Linked DNA regions of Mus musculus: regions 1 and 3 are each linked to region 2. A link is a contact called in public Hi-C data. All regions are on one chromosome and are shown on one strand. Each heading gives the region's core, a stretch centred on a gene start, on an enhancer-like site or on the middle of the called end of the contact. The rest is flanking DNA. Distances are from core to core; before and after follow the strand shown. Region 1 overlaps Exoc4 (exocyst complex component 4). Region 2 overlaps Exoc4 (exocyst complex component 4). Region 3 has its middle 3.2 kb from the start of Gm32533.

Evidence for each region. A called contact is a pair of places that touch in the nucleus more often than the background predicts.
Region 1: a contact with region 2 is called in a Hi-C map of cortical neurons, with 3 times the contacts expected there. The contact joins two enhancer-like sites. A contact is called at or near these places in 1 of 39 promoter capture datasets (the C10 cell line), 1 of 15 datasets of contacts at CTCF or cohesin (pro-B cells), 25 of 484 Hi-C or Micro-C datasets (3T3-L1-derived adipocytes, the C10 cell line, the G1E-ER4 cell line and 14 more) and 2 of 115 datasets of contacts at active chromatin or transcription factors (astrocytes and microglia).
Region 3: a contact with region 2 is called in a Hi-C map of cortical neurons, with 6 times the contacts expected there. The contact joins two enhancer-like sites. A contact is called at or near these places in 5 of 484 Hi-C or Micro-C datasets (the N1E-115 cell line, adipose-derived mesenchymal stem cells, cerebral cortex and 1 more) and 2 of 115 datasets of contacts at active chromatin or transcription factors (astrocytes and embryonic stem cells).

Annotation. Positions count from the first base shown.
Region 1 is chr6:33,928,222-33,931,308 of GRCm38.p6, forward strand. All of the region lies in intron 17 of Exoc4 (exocyst complex component 4), which reads left to right. Among named protein-coding and RNA genes, the nearest start is that of Gm13853, 63 kb to the right of the region's middle. Within about 2 kb of position 1,705, at least 48 of the 459 cell types and tissues checked have an H3K27ac peak or open chromatin away from gene starts, as enhancers often do. A contact at or near this core is called in cortical neurons and forebrain, where this site is marked.
Region 2 is chr6:33,403,942-33,407,062 of GRCm38.p6, forward strand. All of the region lies in intron 7 of Exoc4 (exocyst complex component 4), which reads left to right. Among named protein-coding and RNA genes, the nearest start is that of Gm38785, 37 kb to the right of the region's middle. Within about 2 kb of position 1,825, at least 9 of the 459 cell types and tissues checked have an H3K27ac peak or open chromatin away from gene starts, as enhancers often do. A contact at or near this core is called in cortical neurons and forebrain, where this site is marked.
Region 3 is chr6:34,192,479-34,195,425 of GRCm38.p6, forward strand. No RefSeq gene overlaps it. Among named protein-coding and RNA genes, the nearest start is that of Gm32533, 3.2 kb to the right of the region's middle. Within about 2 kb of position 1,468, at least 25 of the 459 cell types and tissues checked have an H3K27ac peak or open chromatin away from gene starts, as enhancers often do. A contact at or near this core is called in cortical neurons, where this site is marked.

The DNA.
Region 1 (3,087 bases), core at 455-2,954, 520 kb after region 2:
ATGGGTGAATGAAATGTGAATACATACAATAGATATTATGTGGCCATAATATGAAATTTAATATATGATGAACCTTTACACATGAGGCTAAATTAAAGAAGCTGGCCATGAATGGCTACATTGTATGTGACTCTGTGCGAAATATCAAAAATTGGCAAATCTTCAGAGCTAGCAGTTACTTACTGTTTGGAGCTTGTGAGAAAATGAAGATGTGGACTCAGGATTTCTTTTGGGAATGAGTAACATGTTCTAAAATAGATTTTGCAGATGGCTGTACAACTCTGGATATATTAAATGATCTTGAACTCTATACTTCAAATATGGAAATTGTATGGTAGCTGAATTATATTGCAGTAAGTTTTTTTTATGTTGAGCTTTAAAGCTTTAAAAGTCCCAAATGATTTGTCATAGAAAATGAGTAGCTCAAGTTTTATACCACATTAATAGAGAACTTTGTCAAGGAAATATCCTACGCATTTTCACATTTCCCTAATCATCCTGAGAGGTGAACAATCAAGGAAGAATTTGTAAGGAAGTGATGCATAATTTAAATACTAAGTGGATTTATCCAGAGTTGGGGAAGAGCCATTCAAGCAGAAAGTGAGGGACCCTGAAAGATGAGGTCTGGGGGAAGTGAGATCCCCTGTGGTAAGCTGTGGGTGCCACTTTCTTGCCTATAACTCGAAACATCCCCTTCATCATTTCCCTTGCCCTCACTTATCTCCTGTTATCATATACCTAACCTATTTTATATCTGATTGTTCACCTTGTCTACCCACAATAGAATGGGACCTCCATAGGCAAGGGCTCTTTTTATAGCATTCACTGCAGTAGCCCCAACTGAGTAGGACCTCAGTTGTAAATGTTCTCAGTTGTAAAGTGATTGCTGAAGGTGTGGTCATGATTCTGCTCAGAGCTAGCAGGAATAAAAACAGATATGGGAAGTAAGACGGAGTTTAAAAACCAGCTCAACTTAAGTAATGGTTGAATGTCAGAGGCAGAGGAACGGGAGTTAAGGATGACCCTGGAGCATCTACACACAGAATCAGCAAGTAAGGTAGGGGAACGGGGAGGACTGGGCTACAGTGTGAGGATATGTGTAAGATGCCTGTGGGACTTCAGAGCAGATGTGTCTAAGACACAACAGGAAGCTTAACAGAAAGGGTGGGAGTAAACAAACAGACCTGGGGAAGCGTCAGCATGGAGCCATCCAACCTCGGAAAGGAAGGGTCCATAGGCCAAGGGCAGTAAGATGGTGATGCATAAAGCCAGCAGAGCACAGAGCACACAGCCATGCTGCTACCTGAGTAGAAATGCTACTTCCCCTGTCAGTGCACAGATCAGCCTCCTTCAGGATGAATGAAAGCCATGTCTCTTTTTAAGTCACCCACATCCCACGTGAGCTCGCCTACCCAGATTCTTCCTCGAGGTACCAGGAGCCCAGCCCAGAAACTAAACGTGCTAAGTGGGACCCCTGCTTCATCCTTGACCTTTGTACTTTGCTAAGTCTAGGAATGCCCTCGGCCATGACTGAGAATGTCGAATTCCTCCCTTGGGGGCTGTTGTGTATACTTATCTTCTACAGGCTTATTGCAGAGGGACATTGTTTTGGTTTTTTGCAAAAAGGTTAAGTTTTCCTGGAGTGACCGGGGCATAGCTTGCTATAGGATTAGCGATGCCGTGCTGCCACCTACTGGAAGCACCCACAGCTGTCAGGACAGACCTGTGACTGAAGACTTCAGTGCCTGGGCTGAACACTGACTGCTTCCCCTTGCAGACTCCTTTGCTCGGCCAGAAACAAAATATTCCCTGCATCTGTTTCCGCAGTCATTTTGAAACCAGCTTTATCCTGCCACCAGTCATGTCTGCCCTTCCAATCCCAACCTTTTTTGCAAGCTTCGCTTTAAAGGGCTTCATCTGACCAGTTTCTGTTTGGATTTGTGGTCACATGAGGCCAGTCTTCTGCCAAACATTCTTTTAATAATGATGACCTCTAGAAGCTCTGAGAAGGAGCTTTAATTCAGCGGTGATAATAAAGCTAGCTCTGACTCCTGGCAGCCAGGAAAAACAGGCAAGTGATGGGTTTTATAGCTTTTACTGCCTGATATAAAAAAAAGGTACCTGTTAATAAAAGTCAGTGATAAAACAAAAATGAGTATAATTTGATATCCAAGAGTGTTTTCTTAAGGACCGTCTATTACATTATTTAAATAATGTTACTTTTCTTGAATTTAACCTTCTTTTGACTTTGCTACCCATTTCTGCCTATACCGTTTTCTTCTGGTCTTGCCTCTCTTAAGTTTATTATACTTAGAGTAGATCTCATACATTGCAGAAACTAATTGGTCTCTAATTAATGGTTTAATTGGGGCTTTTTGGATGCAGGTGAGCATGCCTCACCAGCCTGCATAGCCTCCAGAGCGCCTGAAAACAATGAGAACTCATAATCTCCCCAGAAAAATGCCTGCCTCTAATTAAGGTCTGAGTTCTCCGAGACATGCCTCACGTGTGAAGGCCTTAGTTAAATAAGATTTCCTTCTTGTCGTGATAGCATACAGTCAGTTTCTAACTTGGGGTTCCTCCCAATTCCTGGCAGACAATGGATCTGTTCACTGTTGCTTATTTGCTGGCACTGGCATTGCTCAGAGAATACCATAGATGGCAGATGCTATTATGCAATGAAGATCCCAGGGAATAGAAATGAGAAATAACTTGCCCAAGATCTCCCATCAGATTGTCTTTATGTATCCTTCGGTGCCTCTTTGGTCTCGTGCTTAAGAAATTAAGTTAGCCTTCCGTGTGAGGCTGTTCTTCTGCCTGAAAGGACTGGGTTACATTGTTCTATGTAAAAATTCCAAGAACTATCACTTATTGATTTTAGTAGAATTCTTACTGAAAAATTGGAAGCTGGAAGCTGACCCCCTTCTTGTTTTATAAATAAAAGTTTAGTGTTGAAACTAACATGTTTAAAATTCAGAAACACAGACCAATGAGACAGCTCATCCAATAAGTGGCTGAGGCAGGAGTACCTGAGCTCAGTCCCCAGAACCCGTATAAAAATAGCTGAGTGTGGTAGCCCACACTTGT
Region 2 (3,121 bases), core at 575-3,074:
ACTGTGAGGTCTAAGGCTCATTTGATTTCATATATATATATATATACATAAATATATATGTTTATATATGTGTATATATTTATATTTGTTTTGAAGAGTATATAACTGGTTATATGGTTGACAAGTTAACTCTTAAATGTGAATAGTCAGAACATTTAAACTTTATATTATATGTTTATTTGTAGCTGCCGTAAATCTCCTTGTTAAGTGATTTCTGTGCTCTTCTGGTTTCTGCTAATGACACTACTATAGCTTACATTATCCAAATTGGAACCCTTGACACAATGTTTCTTCTCATCTATTTGTAATTCTTCTGTCTAGTGGTTGTTCGTATGCAAAACTTATATTGCATAAAATATTGTGCTGTTTTAAAGCAGACAGTTTAGGAAATACATAGAACCAAACAGTAGATTATATAGTTATTCTGATCACTCTGATTTTGTAATTAGTTGTCCTTTGTTTTCATGACTTTAACATGATCATAATTTACAATCATTTTTCTTACTTAATTTCTATTTTCTAGTGGTGTTATAATGGGCAAATTTATACAGACATTTTCCCCCATCCCTGTTGGTGTAGTGACGATAGAATTCCTTAGAATATCATTAGTGTCAGGCTGTGAGTGTAAGCCAGTAGACACCCCTGTAGTGCTGTGTCTGAGACTGTAGTATATTCAGCACATGCTTATTTTCTAACTCAGGTCCATATCTCTCTTTTATTTTCCATGGAGCCTTATGAGTCCTTGTTCCTTACTTTGGGTTTGGACATGTGCCTTTCCATGACCAATGACATGTTAACAGATTTGCTGCAGCAGAAGCTAGAAGTGTGTTTATGCTATGGCCTTGTGCTTTGTACTTCTATCAGTTGTCCTGAGTGAGCATGCTCGTAAATAGTTGCTAATTGATGGAGATGAGTGACCAGTGCTGGAGCTGACCTGTAGCTTTTTACCAAGTACAGCTGAGCCTGCCCTGCAGCTGAATTCTAGACAACCAGATTGTTGTTGTATTCTGCCCAGCATAGGGTAGTTTATACTCACTAATGTTGTGGCTGTAGCTAAGGGATACAGGATGATGGTGGTGTAAAGGTTGTTCCCTGGGTCCTGATTTTGGAGCATTGTCTTTCCATGTAAAATCAAGGTCTTTACTGTTTCAAAGCACCAATGCATCACAAAACCAGCATCAAAATAGGCCCTATTGAGAACGGAAATCTCTCACAAGGGATGAGAACAGTACAGATTTGGAAGAGGGTTTTGGTCTTCATTAGCTGATTCCCCAAGCCTGTCACTGGCAATTGTTATAGGAGATTATGGTAGTGCTTCCCTCCCCCTTGGATAAAATAGTTATATTTTCTTAGTGGTAACAAGGGAAGTGAATCCACACAGCCTCAATTATGAAAAGAGCCTATTAAAATTCCATTTTGTTTTTTTTAGAAGTAAACATATAAAGGAAGCTGGAGGAGGCCAAGCACCTTTTTAAAAATAATGATTGTCTTGGGCTAATTCTTTCACTGTGCCTTCAGCATCATTAGCTGCCAATCCTACTGTGTGGTCTCATTCGCAATCAAAACTGATTGGAAAGGAAAGGCCAGGGTGCCAGAGACTTCCCTAAAGCAAAGAACTCAGAAACCTGGCCATCGCTTAAACTGCTTACCCTCAGCAGTACTTCCATTTACTTTTCTTTCAGCTGGGGTGGGGTATTGTTCAGCGGGTATTGTAATACATATTTCAGAAGAGAATACTGGAAAAAGAAAAGGATACTTTGTGCAAGCTCGGCCTGTTCTCAGCATATCTCTTTCTTGCCCATTTCCTTGTGATCTTTCCCTTTGCTCTGAGCTCCCCCCTCTGGCATTCATGGTATATTTCCTCTTCTGTAATTGCAAATTGCAAAGCTTCCCTCCCAAATCATTTTGCAAATGCTTTAGATTGTACAATGACTGCAGGGGCAGTTTGCTAGAGAGGGAGGCAGAGGAACAACCTGCAACATTTACTTAGAGTCACTACAGAATAAAATAAACAAAACAAAACAAAACACTTCAAACCAAAAACAAAACAAAACAAAACAGAAAAACAATGTACCATTGATGTTGCTTCAAAGATCCAGCTTGTTAGAACCATTTTCCTTCCCTCCTGTGCCAGGTCTCTTGTGAGATCATGGACAGATCCATCTGGCTCTTTGCCATTGCAGTCAATCTTTATCATTATCCTGATATGTCATGCTGTCTTTCTCTCTGTCTCTCACTGTCTCACTGTCTCTGTTTGCGTGAGACTTATTTTGAGTAAATTCCTATGTTGTATTTTCTTTAAAAGATGATTGGTAATGCCCAGTTCTTTTCAATTAAAATACTGTTTTAGATTCACATTTTCAGCTTATCTCAGATTTCCACAAGAGAGAATTTTATCTTTTAAGCATAAACATTAGAACACAAGTTCTGATGGAAAATTGTATCATGTGCATTTATCTTGTTCAGTCTTTTTGTTGCAATATACCGAGAACCTTCAGATTTTTCTATTTTATTATATATTATTTTATTTAACTTTTTTTCCCCGCACAATATATTCTTTTTCGTTTGCTTATGTTTTGAGTCAGGGTTTTCCTCTGTGGCCCTGGCTCTTCTGGACCTAACTCTGTAGATCTGGCTGGTCTGTAAATCAGAATGATCTACCTGTCTCTGCATCTGAGGGATTAAAGGCATGTGCCATCACTGCCTGGACATACAATAAATTCAGATTTCTTCTCCCTCAGATTTTGCCCACTGTCTTTCCATCCAAATGTACAACTTCTTTCTTTCTGTTTAGAAAAAAAAAAGGCAAAATATGAAAAGGCAATCAAACTAAAATAAAAAACAAACACAGAAATACAAAACCCAGAAACCAAGAGAGATGCAGACACACATGCACACACATTTGCGCAGCACACACAAACACCATGAAAACATCCAGAAACCTTAGTCATTGATGGGCACCGTCTTGAACTTGGTAGTGATGCTTCTGCTGAGCTTTCCCATATTTCCCTTTGTGAGTGATGTATAGTAGGCCCAAGGCTCCTTTCAGCTACAGAGAGGCATGCATAATTTCAGAACTAACCCCCCAGGCTTCTATTTTTTTAATCTGACTTTTTCTGCT
Region 3 (2,947 bases), core at 218-2,717, 790 kb after region 2:
CAGACGAGATGGGTGGGGTGGGGGAAGTGGGGATGGGAGTGGGGTGCAGACCCACAGGAACCTCACAGGGGCTCACAGGGTTGCCCCTAGTGTGGCAAAAATTCTGGGAAGAAAATCTATGTTATCCTCAGAGGAACCCTCCCACCTAGGGGGCGTTTCTGCCTTGTTAGATTAACTGGAGAAAAGGTCACTCCTCCACCTAGAGATAGAGTCCCGTGTTTTATTACAGCAGGGAGACAGCAAGCCATTTGTTAGCGGTAAAGCTAAGCGAAGTTAATCACCTCACCTATGTTTGTGTTCCTCACAAGTGTTAATAGCATTAATTCTCTCTCCTCTCTCCCTGCCCTTCTCCCTCTCCCTCTTCCCCTCACCCCCGTATGTGTGTGTGTCTGTGTGTATACATGTGTGGGCATATGGTGTGTGTGAGTGCACACATGTACCGCGGCATACTTGTGGAGGTCAGTGGCCAGCTCCAGGTGCCTGGATTCCACCTTGCTTGAAACACAGTCTCTTGTTCCCGCTCTGCAGGCCTGGCTAGCTGGCCTGAGTTTTGGTGGAGTCTTACTCTGTCTCTCATCCCTCAGTAGGAGGATGCTGGGAATGTGTGCTACCTTGTCTGTTTTTTTCCATGGGTTCTGGACATTGGAACTCAGGTCGTCATACAGGCATGGTAAACACTCTGCCCACAGAGCCATCTTCCCAGGCCAGCAATAACTTTCAAAGATTCTCAAGGCCAAGTGTAAGGGAGTAGATACTTTACCCAAGACAGGAGTGGTGGCAGCTGCCTTTGACCCCAGCACTCAGCAGGCAGAGGCAGGAGGATCTCTTTGAGTCTGAAGACAGCCTGAGCCACGTAGAGAAAGCCTATCTCAAAAAGAAAAAAAAATTAGTCTTGGAGCTGGAGAGTTGGCTCAGTGATTAAGAGCTCTTACTGTTCTTGCAGGTTCAAGGCCCAGCTCTGTGACTTCTGGAAAACCACCCATATATACAAAATAATAAAATAAATCTTTAGAAAATATAAAAAACAACAACAAAGCAATAGTTTAATACTTGTGCACAACAAAATATAACACACTATATACCATAAAATTGCGATTATATACCATCAAAATGATTCTTTAAAGATTGAATGCCACTAGCAACGAGCTCATGCTAACTGAGGAAGAGTTTCCCGATCATAAATCTATTTTAGAACTGAAATTCATTGTACTGAAATCACCCTGAGTGAAAACACCCACACCCTCACCTGTTTGAGCGAATATTCAGTACACTGAGCACAGCTGAGTATGTTGCGTACTCACCTCGGGCAGTTTTGGGCATCCGTTATTAGTGGGGTGGTCCTTACTAGGCTATTCAACCAAGCACCCCAGACCACAAGCCCCCATTCTTCCAGGAAGCCTGCACTGCTGGATGGTGACCCATTCATGCTCCACCACTGCCCTCTAGTGTCTGGTATGCAATCCCAGCCTAGCATTTACCAGTTTTCTCAGCACAGCTAATGCTCTCTCCATGAGAGCAAGGATGACATTCTGCCCCTGTGTGTGCTCAGCTCCCATCATAATGCCTAACTGAGATGCTCACACATAAACATCTGTATTGTGAATTCATCTCTAACCAAGCAAACGCAGGGAACGGATAGATTCCTAGGTTCCATCATTAAGTTCTTCTAACCCTCTCTGTACCTTTTATTTTTGTCATGTCTCACGCTATTGCTGTGTTTATTATGTTTATCCTCTTGGCCTCTGGCCATCGTCCTTTCTATCTCTCTGCAGCCTGAGCACGTAAGACGGAACTTCAAAATAAGTGAGGGGCAGAGGTCTCCATGGCGTGTGTCTATAGCTTTAGTGATAATCTTTCTTGACAGGCAGGCTGGAAATTCAAAGGCATATTTTGTTTCCCTTTCAGCTCCTGCCTTCTGAATTGAGTTGTAAGTCTGGTGAAAAAGTTACTGCTATTTTGTATGTCTGCAAATCTCACGAAAAGTCTGGCTATGTGGCCAGCCCAAGCATAGGAAATAGAGGGATGTACATTACAGTGTAAGAAATTAATGCACGTTTATTGAAAGGCATAAGAATGGCCCAGAGCATGCCACCATTGGCTTTAGTAATGCTGGCAGAGGTGTAAGCCCTTGTTCTGGCCCTTCTGCACAGCTTACACCCCCTCGGGAGGGATTGTTCATGCACTATCGAGTTTATGGATGGAGACGGTGAGGCTTACAGGGATCAGCAGCTTTCCAAACCTGGCAGCAGGTTGTGAAACTTTCGAAAACCCAGATCTGTTTGATTCCAGTGGCTACATTCATGACAGTTCTAACTGCTGGCCCAAGCGGCCCCTGGCCTCATCATGGCTGAGACTGTCACCCAGGAATCTGGCAAGACTCCTCAATGCACTCCAGCTTGTGGGCTGGTCCCCACCTCCTGCTCTTTCTTGGACAAACTGCTCTCAAGCCATGCTGGGTTCCTTTTGTGACAGCGCCATCTTGGCTGGGAAGACTGGGCTTCTTCTTTCTTTTAATTCTGTGCTTACTATGTTCCTTCCTCGGGGAAGGTCTTTCCTGAGCACCTGAAGTCAGCCTGCTCTGATTTCTTAAAAATGACATTGATAGTCTTAAAAAAAAAACTTTATTCATTTTTATTTTAAATATATATGAGAGTTTCTCTGCATGTAAGTGTACCATGCAGTGCTTATAGACACCAGAAGAGGGCAGCAGATCTCCTGGAATTGAAATGGGAGGCAATTGTGAGCTGTTGTGTGGGTGCTGGGAACAGAACCTGGACCTCTGCTAGAGCCACAGATGATGTTAACCAACAAGTTGTTTCTCCAGGCCCAACCCAATTCTTTTAATTAGTTCTTATGGATAGTCTCTCCCATTTGGTAGTAAGTACCAGTAATTTGGGGTGCACTTCTTATGCCCAAACCTGTGCCTGGCACACCACACCCAGTATCT